Regions from separate parts of the Mus musculus genome. Here region 2 is linked to region 1. A link is a contact called in public Hi-C data. All regions are on one chromosome and are shown on one strand. The core of a region is the stretch at or near the end of the contact, and the rest is flanking DNA. Distances in the headings are between cores, read along the strand shown. Region 1 has its middle 110 kb from the start of Ccng1. Region 2 has its middle 46 kb from the start of Gm12146.

Evidence for each region. A called contact is a pair of places that touch in the nucleus more often than the background predicts.
Region 2: a Hi-C map of cortical neurons shows a contact between it and region 1, with 3 times the contacts expected there. The contact joins two enhancer-like sites. A contact is called at or near these places in 5 of 39 promoter capture datasets (cranial neural crest, frontonasal cranial neural crest, hippocampal neurons and 2 more), 4 of 484 Hi-C or Micro-C datasets (cerebellum, cerebral cortex, cortical neurons and 1 more) and 1 of 115 datasets of contacts at active chromatin or transcription factors (astrocytes).

What each region holds. Positions count from the first base shown.
Region 1 is chr11:40,864,145-40,866,923 of GRCm38.p6, forward strand. No RefSeq gene overlaps it. Among named protein-coding and RNA genes, the nearest start is that of Ccng1, 110 kb to the left of the region's middle. Within about 2 kb of position 1,442, at least 10 of the 459 cell types and tissues checked have an H3K27ac peak or open chromatin away from gene starts, as enhancers often do. A contact at or near this core is called in cortical neurons, where this site is marked.
Region 2 is chr11:43,269,063-43,271,841 of GRCm38.p6, forward strand. No RefSeq gene overlaps it. Among named protein-coding and RNA genes, the nearest start is that of Gm12146, 46 kb to the left of the region's middle. Within about 2 kb of position 1,384, at least 34 of the 459 cell types and tissues checked have an H3K27ac peak or open chromatin away from gene starts, as enhancers often do. A contact at or near this core is called in cortical neurons, where this site is marked.

The DNA.
Region 1 (2,779 bases), core at 192-2,691:
AAAATGATCCGGTCTTTAGGAGAGAAGTTTCAAGATAGCTATTTACAGCCCAAGTTCAGTCTGTGATGGAAACAGACGCAGATCAACGGCCAAAACATGAGGCCGAGCTTGGGGAATCTTGTGCAAGGGTGACGAAACGATTGAAGGAGCCAGAGGGATCAAGGACACCACAAGAAAACCTACAGAATCAACTAACCTGAGCCCATAGGGGCCCAGAAACTGAACTGTCCACCAGAGAACATGCATGGGACTGACTTAGGCCCTCTACCATGTGTAACAGCTGTACAGTGGGGTCTTCATGTGGGATTCCTAACAACAGGAGCTGGAGCTGTCTCTGACTCTGTTGTCTGTTCACTTTCATTTCCTTTTACAATTCCAGATGGAATATTTTACCCCCATTAAAAGAAATCACTGACATATTTACAAGGTCTTGACTCTATTCCCTTTTGACATCTGTTCCTTTGCCACAGTGTAATTTTCTCCAGTAGCTCCCAAGCAGTCTTGTCTGTATGGGCTGATGTGGAGTGTGTTCAGATCTATCAGTCTCGCCTCTAGGACAAGTATTCTTCTGGCTGCTATGGATACCTACTTGGCAGCCTTCCTCGTTAATTCACATTTGCCTACCCGGGTATATGATCCTATATCACAGGCTGAGGGAAGCCAATGAATGCTTTTGGAGTATAGAATTGTCACTGGATTCGCCATCCCCACTTAAGATCTGAAGATGCAGAAGGGAGTGGCAAAGCTCCTGGTAAAGATGTCCTTATGGATCTGCCTTTTGTCAGTTCCTCAACTCTCGTTTCACACTCTTGTTCGACTGATATTCTCAGAGCACATGTGCTTCAGGAGTTAAATGTCAGAGATACAGTACAGAGCTAAACCCAGTTTCTACTTCCAAATAGCTTATAGTCTGTCATGAAAAAAGACAAGTGCATTATAGCGTGATAAACACTTGGAGCTTTGGCCGTGTGGATTTGTGTGATAAACTTCTCCTGGATTATGACACTGAGATTTTATGGATTGTTACTGTGGCATAGAGCATCTTATCAGAACTGACAGATACCTGGATAGAGACATATTACACTGCTCCAAGTCAGCCCTCAAGCCGTTTCCAAGAAGCACAAGATATCGGAGGCCAGTTGTACTCTGCACACAATTGCTGTAGACCCTGATCTTTCCTTTCTGATGCCTTACCAGGATGGCAGCTCAGGTGCACATTGGTGCAGCTTGTATCCCACTTCCTGGACTCTGTGATTTGGCTGGATTCATCAGATGAGAATTGCTCTGTTTGACGCTCCCTTTGCTTGCTCTTTGTGTTTTGAGATAGGGTCTGGCTTGCGAAGTAATTCTGACTAATCTGGAACTTGCTATATAGACTAGGCTGAGCTTACTTGCAGTGAAGCCTCTGTCCCTGTCTCTCTAGTGCTGGAGTATCAGGAGTGCCATCTGCCCAGCCCCATACTATCTATTCTTACAAGACAAGGAGAAAGCTCTGTTTCTTCCTTCAAGTTCTTGCTAGATGAAAATACATTTGAAAATGCAGTTTTCTTGTTTATCATCTTTCCAGAATCCTGGAACTGTTCGTGGGTTACTCATCATAAGTAGAAGTTTCTGGCAAAGAAGCTACCCCTACAACTGTGCATCTACAAGGTTTGAGAGAAGGAATTATGAGGACCGGAGAGATTTTACTAGAGCAGATTCTTAAAACACAGACCATGCAGTCTGTCTTTTACCAACATCTGCCAGATGGGGGCAGTAGAAGAACATAGCTTGCTTAATTGGAGCCCCACCAACTCAAGTGTGGTACTGTTTTTATTAGGAACAACACCAAGTGTTTTGTGAAATGATTTTTGCATGCATTTCTAGGGATGGGGAATTCTAGAATCTTCTGGAAAGATATAATAGCTTTAAAATGAGTTTTATTACTACTTCTGGAGATTAAAGCAGAATTTCTTTTTTTTTTCTTTTTTTTTTTTTTTTGGCCTTGAAAGTTAAGATAAAAAGATAGTTTGGAGGAAGCTGGGCAACAGAAGTTTAACTCCATAGTGGTCTTTGTCCAACTTCTGCTCTGTCAGTGGTTTGTGCAGAGTTGAAAACTACTATTTTCAGATTTTGGCGTTGTCATCTGGGCCTCCTGACAAGAGGCAGCTCACACTCAGCAATCCTCCAAATAGGATTCTTGAGTCAGCACGGGTTTTGCGTGTTCAAGGGCACTGGTGGCTTGTTTCTTCAGGTTAGCAATCTGGTGAAACACCATCCGGCTCAGCATCCCTCCTAGAGCTGGGGCAGGTCATCCCGTCTCCCCAGACTTCAGCTAGAACTGGAGAAGATAATCCTCAGGTCTTTCCAGGTCTGGGCAGCTCTGCTTCTACAGACTAGAGGTCATTCTCAGCAACTATGGCTAGCCTACTACCACACATGACATTCCCGACACCTCGAGGTGTACGCGAGGGTTTGCACTGTGTATTTCACATCCCTTCCGCTCTGTGATCTATTAGTGGTTAGATGGCAGCCATTTCAGCCTTGTTCCTGGTGAGAAAGCCACTCATTAGTTCATTGGCAGCTCGGGTGGGCCTTCCCGTTGCTTTTGTGAAATGGAATACTGTCACCTGGCTGGACTTAGCAACTGAGGTCATTTCATACTACTCTAGAATTCATTTTCTTGCTTTTCTTTCTTTTTCATTTTTGAGATGGGGTCTTAGTAAGGAACCTTGGCTGACCTGGATCTTGCTACATAGACTAGGATGTCCTGGAGTTGGCAGAATTCCTTTTGCCCCTG
Region 2 (2,779 bases), core at 134-2,633, 2.4 Mb after region 1:
TTATTAGACTGTGAACAAGGTAGTAAGAATATGGGTTTGGGGCATGGGGAGGAAATGTGACTCACCATGTACAATACAAAAATGTCTTAAGCAAATGTCCACCAATATGCCATCAGAGTTTCTATTGTTAGTTATCCTCACTTTATAAGGAAGTATGCCAAGGCTCAAAAGAGTTAAGTGGCTTTTCCAAGAATGTACTGTTAATAAGGACAGAGCTGATATTCTCATCTGATAAGACTCTTGGACCACTTACTGAATCACCAGGGAACCTGGTCTTTTGGAAGCAGTGGGGTGTGACTATGATTTTCTAGAACAATCTTATGTCATGAACTCCTTCCAGATGTCAGCCTGAAACTCCAGCTGATTAAAATCCCTGCCTTGTTTCTTCCCAGAGTCCCCACTGGCACACACTCCACACACTGACACAGAGCCTGGGAGAAGTGGCATGAGGGAAGACATGTTGACATTGGCCCAGATCTAATGAGAGCTCCAACAGCCTGAGCTGTACCTACTAGACAAACCAGACACACGCTAGTCTCTGCCCTAGCTGCCTCCCCTCATGGGCTTGATCACATGAGCATGCTCAAGGGGGCTCTGCCTGAACTGTAATGCAGGAGGAAGGCATCCAACCCTGACTCTCTTCTTATTTTTAATTAGAAATTCCCATTAAAACCACTACAGCAATGAGACACACATCAGGCAGTATACTTCAGGACAATTAGCACACTCTTCAGGTGGCTAAAATGGCCCAGCTCTGGCCTGGGGCTGATATAATTGCACCAAAACATACAGCCCACCAGGAGGCTCACATTTCAAATGGAAAGAAACAATTAGTCATGTGTCTATTGGTCAGCTAAATCTGTAGGACATAATTTAGTATCCATAATTTAAAAGATTGCTAGGGGTGGGAATATATGGAAATCACCTCAGTATGTTCATAAGCAAATCTCTATCCTTCACATGCGACACACGACTAATGCTGGGGTCAGGGGGATAACTGTGTAAGGCAGGCTGGTCGTAACTGTGTGTTGGGAATCACTAGAGGCATGAGTATTCCATTCTTGGAGTGTTCGAAATAATTAGTGGGGCAAGTAGCTTCTGGAACCCCTATGTACCTCCCTGCTACTTTTTGAATTCCCAGGCCACTAATTAAAACCTGCCCGTAAGACAGCTCCTGGCTGAGTCACTATGATGATTCTGAAGAGTAAATAAAATGAGCAAATTGCAAGAGCAGAAGTGCTCTCGGAACACTGGGAGAGCTGTAGAAAAAGCCACCCCCAGGCTCCCAAGCCTCTGTTTGAAGCCACGCTCTTGGATTCCACAAGCACAAGCATTCTGAAGGCTTTTGCTAGTCCCTCTTGTCTCTGCGCTGAACCACTACACCCTTCCACAATCCGGCAGCGCAGCAGTAATTAATATTCAACTGGCATTTCCACTGCGCACTCAAAGCCTGTTCCTTCAGCCTTTTCAAATCCAATTCAGACCAAAGTAATCTTTGCCCTTGCATCTGGGTTCAGGCAGAAGCAATTGTTAAGACTGCAGATTGCCGTTTATTAGCATTTATTGAACAGCAGAGGAGCCCTGTGCAGTAGTGGTTGTCACTAGGTCTCCGATTTTCCAACTAAAATTAACAAGCCAGCAATGCATTTATATCAGGGCAGGAGGGAGACGTTTCAAGAGGAAATGATATTGATGATTTTCATAGGGACCTATTGACGGACTGTGAGACTTTGAAGGGATGATGGGTTAATAGGAGGTAGACACTCTTTGATCATTCCCTTGAAAGTCCCCTGTAGTCTGTCTTATTTGTGGATCTACAGAAAGTGGTAAAGCTAAGAAAGCCTTGATTCAAATTCTGAACTAATCCACTGGGTGACCTTGAACAAATTACTCTATCTCCTTCAAGATTCTGTTCATCCCCCCCAAAAAAAAGAGTTAACAAATCAGTTGGAATGCTAAACTGTATTCCTCAAAACCACTGGGAAGACGCAATCCAAATAGAGGATTGGATTCCCATCTCACATTACCCTAATTGGCTCTTATCCTACAGCTTCATATTCTAGGTCTGACATTATATAGGTATCTTCTCCATTTTACTCTGTGGGTCACAAATGTTAGAAACTGAGAGCTGGTCTCTAAAATCTGTTCTAGTTGTGAAACTGGTGAAGTGCTAAAAACCTGGAAGGCAAAAGAAAGCTACCATGCTTACATTAAATCAGCTACTGGGGTTTATCTTGAGAGGTCTAAGAGATACTAGAGTGAGCCAGAAGCAGGAGATGATCAGGAAATCCCAGCAGAGAGATCATCTAGAGGTGGCGTAGGTGGGTATGGAAATGTATGGAGGGTATGGATGATAAGAAAACAAGACATGCCAGCAATAATCTATGGCAGATTTTCTTGGCCAGATCAAGGTCTCTTGGTCCAGGCTGACAGATCCAGGAGGCTGACAGGCTGGAGGAGAAACACCCAGATGGCTGAATAGAAGTGTCCCCCATATGACTCTGCTACAGAATGAATCCAAGCCAACAAAGGAAATATTGAAGACAGTGACAAAGAGAAAAGTCTGGAAATGAGTTAGTAAATCATTAGAACCTTAGACAGCAAAGAGGAAAGTCAACGTGGAGAAGTTGCAGCTTATGAGGTCAACCTGGCTCCCTGTGAGAGGGGAGGGATTGAGGAAGTAGGGAAAAGGTGAAAAGTGACAGCAAATGGAACAACATTGCCTAGAAGATACACTAGCAAGAGAATTCCATTCCCCTTATAGCCTTTCAATACAGTT